Linked DNA regions of Gossypium hirsutum: region 2 is linked to region 1. Evidence: chromatin contacts called from public Hi-C data. All regions are on one chromosome and are shown on one strand. The core of a region is the stretch at or near the end of the contact, and the rest is flanking DNA. Distances in the headings are between cores, read along the strand shown. Region 1 holds the start of LOC107921588 (lipase). Region 2 has its middle 16 kb from the start of LOC121213941.

The links. A called contact is a pair of places that touch in the nucleus more often than the background predicts.
Region 2: a Hi-C map of hypocotyl shows a contact between it and region 1, with 3 times the contacts expected there. The contact joins the enhancer-like site here to the promoter of LOC107921588 in region 1. A contact is called at or near these places in 6 of 34 Hi-C or Micro-C datasets (hypocotyl, leaf and seedling).

Annotation. Positions count from the first base shown.
Region 1 is chrD01:51,596,162-51,600,312 of Gossypium_hirsutum_v2.1, forward strand. It overlaps LOC107921588 (lipase), which reads right to left and starts at 1,621. Exons shown (of 8, transcript XM_041087384.1): 1 at 1,004-1,621; 2 at 794-888; 3 at 607-710; 4 at 412-512; 5 at 230-333; 6 at 1-129. The coding sequence starts at 1,249.
Region 2 is chrD01:51,681,089-51,685,499 of Gossypium_hirsutum_v2.1, forward strand. No RefSeq gene overlaps it. Among protein-coding and RNA genes, the nearest start is that of LOC121213941, 16 kb to the left of the region's middle. Within about 2 kb of position 1,908, at least 3 of the 9 cell types and tissues checked have an H3K27ac peak or open chromatin away from gene starts, as enhancers often do. A contact at or near this core is called in hypocotyl and leaf, where this site is marked.

The DNA of each region.
Region 1 (4,151 bases), core at 371-2,870:
TTGAAATGATCAAACCCGAAATTGTAATAATCCTTTAGCCACGGGATATCTAACCAATCATAAATTATAACTCCAATCCGACATAGTTGAAGCAGACTTAGAGGTTTCATCGTTTTCCCATCGTCTGGCCTGAAAATCACACCAACCAACATGTGTTATCACCTGCAACTTAATACTACCAATGATTAAAAGCTTTGAAGCCAAAGAAGATGGTGTAAAGGGAACCTACTGCATGCCGTCGAAATAAGTTCTAGTAGTGCCATTGAAAGCCCCCGATAAGGATGTTATGCTTAAAACCCAGTTCTCAGAGGTATCCTCGTATCCTTTGAATTTCTGGGGAGAAAAAACATACAATGAGTAGAATAAAGTGGATGAAGGATTGTTCTTCATATGAATGGGAAATTTACATACCTTATCAGCAAGCATCTGCTGCAAGACACGCACGACCTGTGCACCAGCCGAATGGCCAACAAAGTGAATAGGGTGATCTTCATCCCATTGAGGGTAATTCCCTGCATCACAGTAATCGAATGCAGTTTCGTCCATTTAAAACAGAGACACAGAGCAATCATAGTCAAATAAAAATCTGGGAAACTTAATGCTTGCCTTGTTCATAAGTTCGTCCAAACTGCGAGTGCCCATAAGCCTTGCTATGTTCTTCACCATAATCAACTTGTCCTCCTTTCAAATAATAGAACAATTCACGCGCCCTGAAACCAATCAAATCCCATATGAAAAACACAAAAAAAAAAGCAAAACCAAATGGCAGGAATTCATGGTATAAGAGGCCAACCTATCGTATATGCCGGTAAGAGATCCCAAATCAGGCACAAGAACTCTCTCATCTTTCTTCTCTGCCCCAGCAAAATATGAAAAACCTCCTAATTTCTGCCAAATAATAGATAAAAGATCTAGCTTAAAACTAGAATCCCATATTAATGAATATTGGGGGGGGGGGAGGGAGGGGTGGGAAGGAATGACGAAGAGATCAATAAAAGCATACTCCTTTGCCAAATCCAAAAATGCCATGAACCAATACAATAGGAGGCAGATCATCAACATTGGTCCCACTGGGATCCTCGCTTTTGACCTCTATATTTGCATTAGGCTTAAAAAAGCGATCAGTTAAAGCCTGGGAAAGATCTCCAGCAACGGCCGTGCTAAAGATATACAACCCATATAGCACATGCACCAAAGAACTAACAAGCAGCTCCGCTAATTGCAAAGCATATATCCACCATCTTAACATCTTCTAAAAGTCCCCCACCTCCTCCAAAAGAGCCTCCTCCTTTACAACACAATAATAGAAAGAAAAAGAAAGAAAGAAAGAAAAAAGAAGGCTCTCTCTCTCCTGAATAGAAGATTGTAAAGAAAAGAGGCTAAAACCCTTCAATGATATAAGGTAGTACCATAGAAGGGGGCAGATGGAAACAGGCTGTGCCAAGTTTTTTTTGCTTTGCTTTGTTTGTTTGTATGTTTTGGTTTTTCTGTTTCTATTGTTGTCACTGCATTCATCGGGCTTTCAGTTTCTAACTTTGAAAATGGTTTTTTCCCACAAATTCCTCGATTCCAAATATACCAAAGTAACCAATGAAGAGCCATTACAGATGCCATATGTCCTAAAGGCAACCCCATCCATCCCCCCTATCCCTACCCCCTCCCAAATTGTGCACATTATCTCCTTTCCACGGTTGGAGTAAAAGGGTCCCACTAAATTATGGGAAAGATAAAGATAGAATATTAAATCCTTTCCATTTAAAGAAAGCCCCCTAAATCTCTCTCTCACATCCTATTTTTCTTTATAAATTTAGAAAACCCAAAAACACGGATGCGTTGAGAATTTTGGATCTGAGAGAGACGTTTTGTTTGACCTTCAAAAACAACAAGAAACCATTTTTACTTTCCAAAAGGAAAAAACCCATTTTTACACAAGTTTTGATTTTTTAGTTAAATTAATATTTCTAGGCGATTGTTGCCAGGACAGACAGTGGCAGGGTGTGCTGGAGCCCAGCTGGAAGTCAATCCCTTATCCAATCCTGGTTTTTAATTTGTTCATCGCTGTCGATCACGCAACTTTTTTACTCTATTTACAACAATATGCATTGTCATGGATATTATTTTATTTAAGTTTTAATTAATGTTAATAACACTAAAAACTATGACACACGTGACTTTGGTACAGAATCATGTAAAATATTAGCGTGTAATCATGACAAAAATAATGTAAAATTAGATTGCGGCACACGGGAAAGAAGTAAAAGTAGACTATTTATATAATCTTGTTTTGTTTTTTTCTTCTCAATTAAAGACACTAATTTCATTAAGAATTTTATAATTAGTATAAATGCTTAAACTGTATACAATTTATCTTGTTTCATCAAATAAATTCATTTGAATTACAAGATTAAGGAAAAACTAGAATCTTTTGCCCGTTTTCGTTAGATTCAATTTTTTAATTATAACTGTATTTTAATTATTTATTAAATTTATAATATAAACTAGATGCTAAACTTTAACAAAGTAGAGAGGTTAATATTAAAATTTTACCATTATCTTATAGGTAAAACAAAAGACACGCAGAATCACTTAAAGGCCTTTTTTTAAAAAATATAAATAATTAATCAGATTCTAAATATTAAGGTATCAAACTATGTTAAAAAAATAAAGTATAAAGATAAATTTTAAATTCCAATATAAAATATGGACCAAAATTAAAATTTGAACATTTTTATTAAATTTTTTGAGCAGTTATTAATTTAAATCGGTTCCATTACTCCATATCATCTTTTCAGTCAATTCTTGTTACTTTGTTTATATCTAGAATTTATTATCCTAATTTCATAACTTGATCATTTTTTTCCCAAGTTTTGAAGATTCTTTAAACCCTTGTTGCCGCAAGTTTTTTTTTTTATTTACAATAAATGTAAAATCCATTCGGTTTTCACGAGGATTATTCTTCTATCTTTGATTCTTGTTGAAGTTTATTTATATTACTGCTTATCTATTTATGATCCGTACGAATAAAAGATGTTATCAATAGTCAATACATATAGTTAACACTTATAATTTGTTCTTCAATAAAATTCACCAAATCAAGTTTGAGGTAATTACAATGTTTGAAAATATTTTAAAAGTATTTCAATTCAATACGAAGATGTTTGGTGGTGTTGGAAATATAAAACTGGCCTTCTATGAATTAAAGCGACTCACAAAAAAAAAAAACAATTAGTGCAGTGCAACAAGTCTTGATACTTGGTCTTTAGGTATCAAGATTTGACCCTTTTAATGTAGCTTTTTAGCTATTAATATGCAAGTATTCGTACTTAGTCCCCAAGTATCAAAACCAGAGGTTGAGTAAAAACTAAGTCTACTAACTTGTAAATTTTGATACTTAAGTGTCATGTCTTAAGATTTGAAGTAGGGGATCAAAATCTTAAGTTTAAAACACTTAAAAAGAATCATTTCAAAGCTCAATCAACCATACAAACACATGCCACACCAATAGATGTCCTGAAAACTACCTAGACTTATTGACAAAACATGCTTTAAAATACGTTTACACCAACATATCATCAAGGTAAATCCTAAAAGAAAAAAAAACATTCACAAATTAAATCATAAATCCAACTCATATCCAAATGGACATTGAGAATTTAACTTGCATGCATCCTGTAACAACTCCATTTTGACCGATGTCAGAAAATGCAGTTTCCAAATTCAATTTCGTAAATCAAATTAGTGAAATTATGAATAGAAGATTTTTTGTATTTAATATGAGAATATATTAATGAATGGATGAATAATTAAATCGAGAAAATCATTAATTAAAGTATAAGGAATAAATTGTAAAAGTACATTCGCTATTTAATTTTAATTTGGAAAATACTTGAAAATCTAATTAGCAATTAACCAAGAGACTTAATGGTTATTTAATCATTTTTCCTTATGAGATAGTGGAAAGATGGTGACTAAATCCACTTAAATATTCATATTACAATTATAATATATAATAGTCTTAAACTAATAAGCTAAACATGATTATGTTAATTACATCACTAAACTAAGTATATATAACTATTAGTGGGAGAGAGAATAAAACCATCATTTTTCTCCTATGTTTGTGTGGTCTATGCCACAAGAGAAAAGAAAGA
Region 2 (4,411 bases), core at 658-3,157, 85 kb after region 1:
TTTTTTTCGTTTCAAAATCAGATATCAGTATACGAAAAAAGTGACAGGCCAGCACCCAGTACAATTTCAAAAAAAAATTCTTTTTTTTTCGTGTCAGAATTAGATATTAGTCATAACTTTTTTATTGTGTAGTATTACTAATATCTGATTTTGACACGAAAAAAAAAAGAAAAAAAAATTTTGAAATTGTACTGGGTGCCAGCCATTGACAGGCCAACACCAAAAAATTTTTTTTTTACTTTTTTCGTATACTTATATCTGATTCTGACACGAAAAAAAAATTTTGAAAGTATACTAGGTGCCAGCCATTGACAAGCCAGCATCAAAAAAAAATTTTCCTTTTTCTTTTTTTTCTTTTTCGTATATCAGTATTATACAATTTTTTAAAAAAATACATGGGTTCCGGCCATTGACAGGCCAAAACCCAAAAAATTAATTTTTTAAGTCTGACACAATTATTAGGCAATCATGGTTACAAAAAACGAGTGGGTAAACCCAAAGAATTAATTTTTTTAAGTCTGACATAATTACTAGGCAATCATGGGTGCAAAAAACGAGTAGATACTGTTAATTTTAGGTTATTTTGGTGATTGTTTTTAAACCTAAATTATTTTTATAAATATAATATTTTTTGGACTATTTTGATAAAATAGCCGAAGCTTGTTTTTTTATCCCAAACACCCTCAAATACTCTATGAAGTTTCTAAATGACTTTAAATTGTTTTAAAGCTTTCCGAATGAACTTATCTTTAACTTAATGATTTTATTAAATTGTTTTCAAGTTTAATTTCTTTAATATTCGTGGGATTTTTTATAAGCGCATGTTCTGTAATATATTTTATTCATACTGAACATCAAGACTGGTAATGAGTGTTATACTAAAATTTTTAATTTTTAACTTCAACAAAAATGCTTTTGGTTTATATTACTTTTTATCCTAATTAAAAAGGTCTAGCATATCTTTTACTTTACAATATAATGTCTAAATGAACATTTACCTTCTTAGAAGCATTTATTTATAACAATTATAAATATTATCAAACTTTTAAAAAAAATTGCACTTTTCTAATAACTGACCTTAGTTTCTTCATTTATATGGTTTAAAAGCCAAACTTTAGTGAAACACATTAAACTCCTTGCAATGGTTTTTTCCATAATTCCTTGCCAATTAAATTTACAAATAATAGTATGTTAAATTTTGAATGAATTTAAATGAAGATGCATTTACCTGTAATTAATATAAAATAATAATAAATTAAATATTATAATAATATTATAATATAAAATAAAAAATAAACTTAAAGCGCTACATTATATCTCACATTTCATCTAAACTCACCTTTTTGCTAAAATTTAAAAGATGATGTTGAATAATGATAGTACGGCATGGCCATGGCTCTATATCTCACAGATCTCTACATATTCATATATACGCCAACCAGCTGCAGCTGAGAGACAGATAAGGAAAAAAGCTCTCACATCTGCAGTAGCTCTTTTTGGACAATCTGACCTTTTCAGATTTCAGAGATTAGATGTTTAAAAGCGAGAAGCATGTAATGTAATTAATGTAGTGGAAGGTTTACGGGCTAGCTATCTCTTTTTTATTTTTGATCCTTCTGAATTCCATGAGAGAAGAGAGGGAGTAAGAGTTTTATATGTGCGCGTGTATCACTAGAAGGCAGTGGGACCGGAGAGGCAGTTTTGATACTGGTCTAATCGAAAGATTTTTTAGGTGGATCGCCAAACTGTGGAAGAGACAAGTGGGGTAAGCAGCGAATTTAATAGACTTAATTAAAGCTTTTGTTATAATTACTAATATTATTTTGTCGTTGCTGTTGAAAAGGAGCCATGGCTCTGACCGGTCGCTTTCACTACATGCTACTTGTCAGATTTTGCCTGAAGAATTAAAGGTTGCTGTGCAGTGATAGTTGCCACGCGTTGCACACGATCCCGACTACCAAAAGTGGTGATTATATGTGTGTTGAGCTTTTCCAAGTGTTGTGGTACATGTCTAGGTTATTACCAGACCTGTAGAGTTGCCTGCTTATTTTTGGATCTCGAAAAGGAGTGTGTATGTGACAGAGAGAGAGAGAGAGAGAGAGAGAGAGAGAGACAGAGTTTGTTTCTTGGCTTCTTCATTGCACGGTTTAGAGCAGGATACATTAAGCATTCAAGTTTTTATTAGTACTATCCTTTATTAAAATAAGTGATAAAAGAAGTTTGGTATTCTCATAAATAATATTGTGTTTAAAAATTTTCAAGTTTAAATATTATAAATAAAAAAATAAATGGAGAGAACACTCGTTTTATTGGTTGTTCCATTCCATTCTAAGAATTCAACATCTCGCTTATTAGTCTAGAATGTTTATTATATTTTTAAAGTTTTGGAGAATTGATTCACAAATCATGCCTACAAATCATGCATATGTGATAATTTAAATGGGTATCTATGTGAGTGTATAAGTTTGAGATTATATTTTATTAAAAAAATTCTGTCAAAATAATCAAACCTAATATAATTATTGATTATCGAAATACCTTTAACAATATATATATAAATTTTACTAACAAGGAAATTTTTATTTTACAGTAATTATTGGTGTGATATTTTAGTTTGAGTTGTATTTTTTAAATATGAAAAGTAAAAAATTTAACTTTCTAAATACATGGATTAAATTCTAAATTTATAAAAACATAACAATCTATTTTCTATTTTACTATTATATTATTATTTATTATTATTTCAACCCTTAATATACCTTTCTATTAATGATTCACTATAATTGTTGCTACAATTATTTAGTTTTAATTTTTGTATAGATATATTCGTATACGTATTGTATCGACTTAAATTAATCTACACCAACATATTTGATTTTTCAAATTCTTAAAATAAATTCACTTATTTAGTTCTTTAAATCAATTTCTAATACTTTTTTCTCTCATAAATATTTTTATATATTTATATAAATGTCACTGAGATATATTTTCATATATATATAATATTATATTAGAGACTTTTAAATATATCTATAAAATAATCGTAAATTTAAAATATATATTCACTATTCAGTAAATTGTAGGTGGGTTTAAATGGACGATTGGTGCGGTATATTTTACTTACTCTTTATCTCATGTTACAATATTTAATTTTTATTGTCACCGTTATTTTTATACTAATTATAAGCAAACGCATCTCCATCCAAACTACCATATATATAAATATCCAATTGTGTAAAAATAATTTGGGGGGGGGGGACTAATTGTTTCTATTCTTATGTTTAAAATCATTTAATTATTCAAAGTACAACTACTGTAGAATAATATATTTTGATCAAATGTAAGGAAATATATTGTGAGCAGCAGGGTGTAAGTGTAAAAAGGGTTTGGGGTCTGACAGAATCTCTTATTATCGTTAGAAAATCTTTGTTTCTCATAATTTATTTTGCTTTTCTGGTTGGCATCTCCACCCGGGGCCAGCCCCTGATATAAACAACACTTTCCCGTCTCCACTCTCCTCATTTACTCTCTCTAATGTATCGTCTTTATATTTCTTAGGCTTATCAGTACCGTATATTAGTATGTGCTCACAAATTGTTTGGTAAACGTACAATATAATCTCTAACTCAATTTATTGAATTTCTTTAATAATTTTAAAATTTTATATTTACTTGTAAACATATTTTATATGTATGCAATTGAAACATATTTGTAATTATATGTATATAATATATATTATTATGAAATTAAAAATTATATTGTATATATGAAAAATATTTTTAAAAATCATCTCAGAAAGATATATTAAAACACAACTTTGATACATTTTGGTCGGGGGTAGAGTTAAAAAATTTGAATTATGGGTTAATTTTTTAAAAATTAAAATGTTTATAAAATACATAAACTAATGCATAATACTAATAGTGAATGAATCAATGTATTTAGTTAAATGTAAGAATATTACAAAATTATTAAAAAAATAACTAAAAGAAAATGTTGATGTGGATTTTAAAGAATTATTAACATTATGAGAATTCTTTTTTAAATTCATGTCATTACAATGTTATTTTTGTTACATTGCTATCAAGTGTGCATTTTTTTAAAAAAAAATAAATCAAAATGTCACACAAGTGAATTTAACAGAAAAATTTATATATAAAAAAGGAATGTCCATGCATTCCTCAATCTGACACATGTCCAAATAAACTGCCTTTTTATTACGGAAAGATTTGTATGCAATATTGTGAGATAATCTATTTTAGGAAATATATAATATATTGTAGGAAGTCAAGGAAGAATAGGAGTAGTTTTCCTATTTCGATCCTTCGTGAGATATGGCATGTATATGTATTCTCTTATGTTGATGAATTCCTATTGTTACCCTAATATTGTCATGGTATCATAGCCAAAA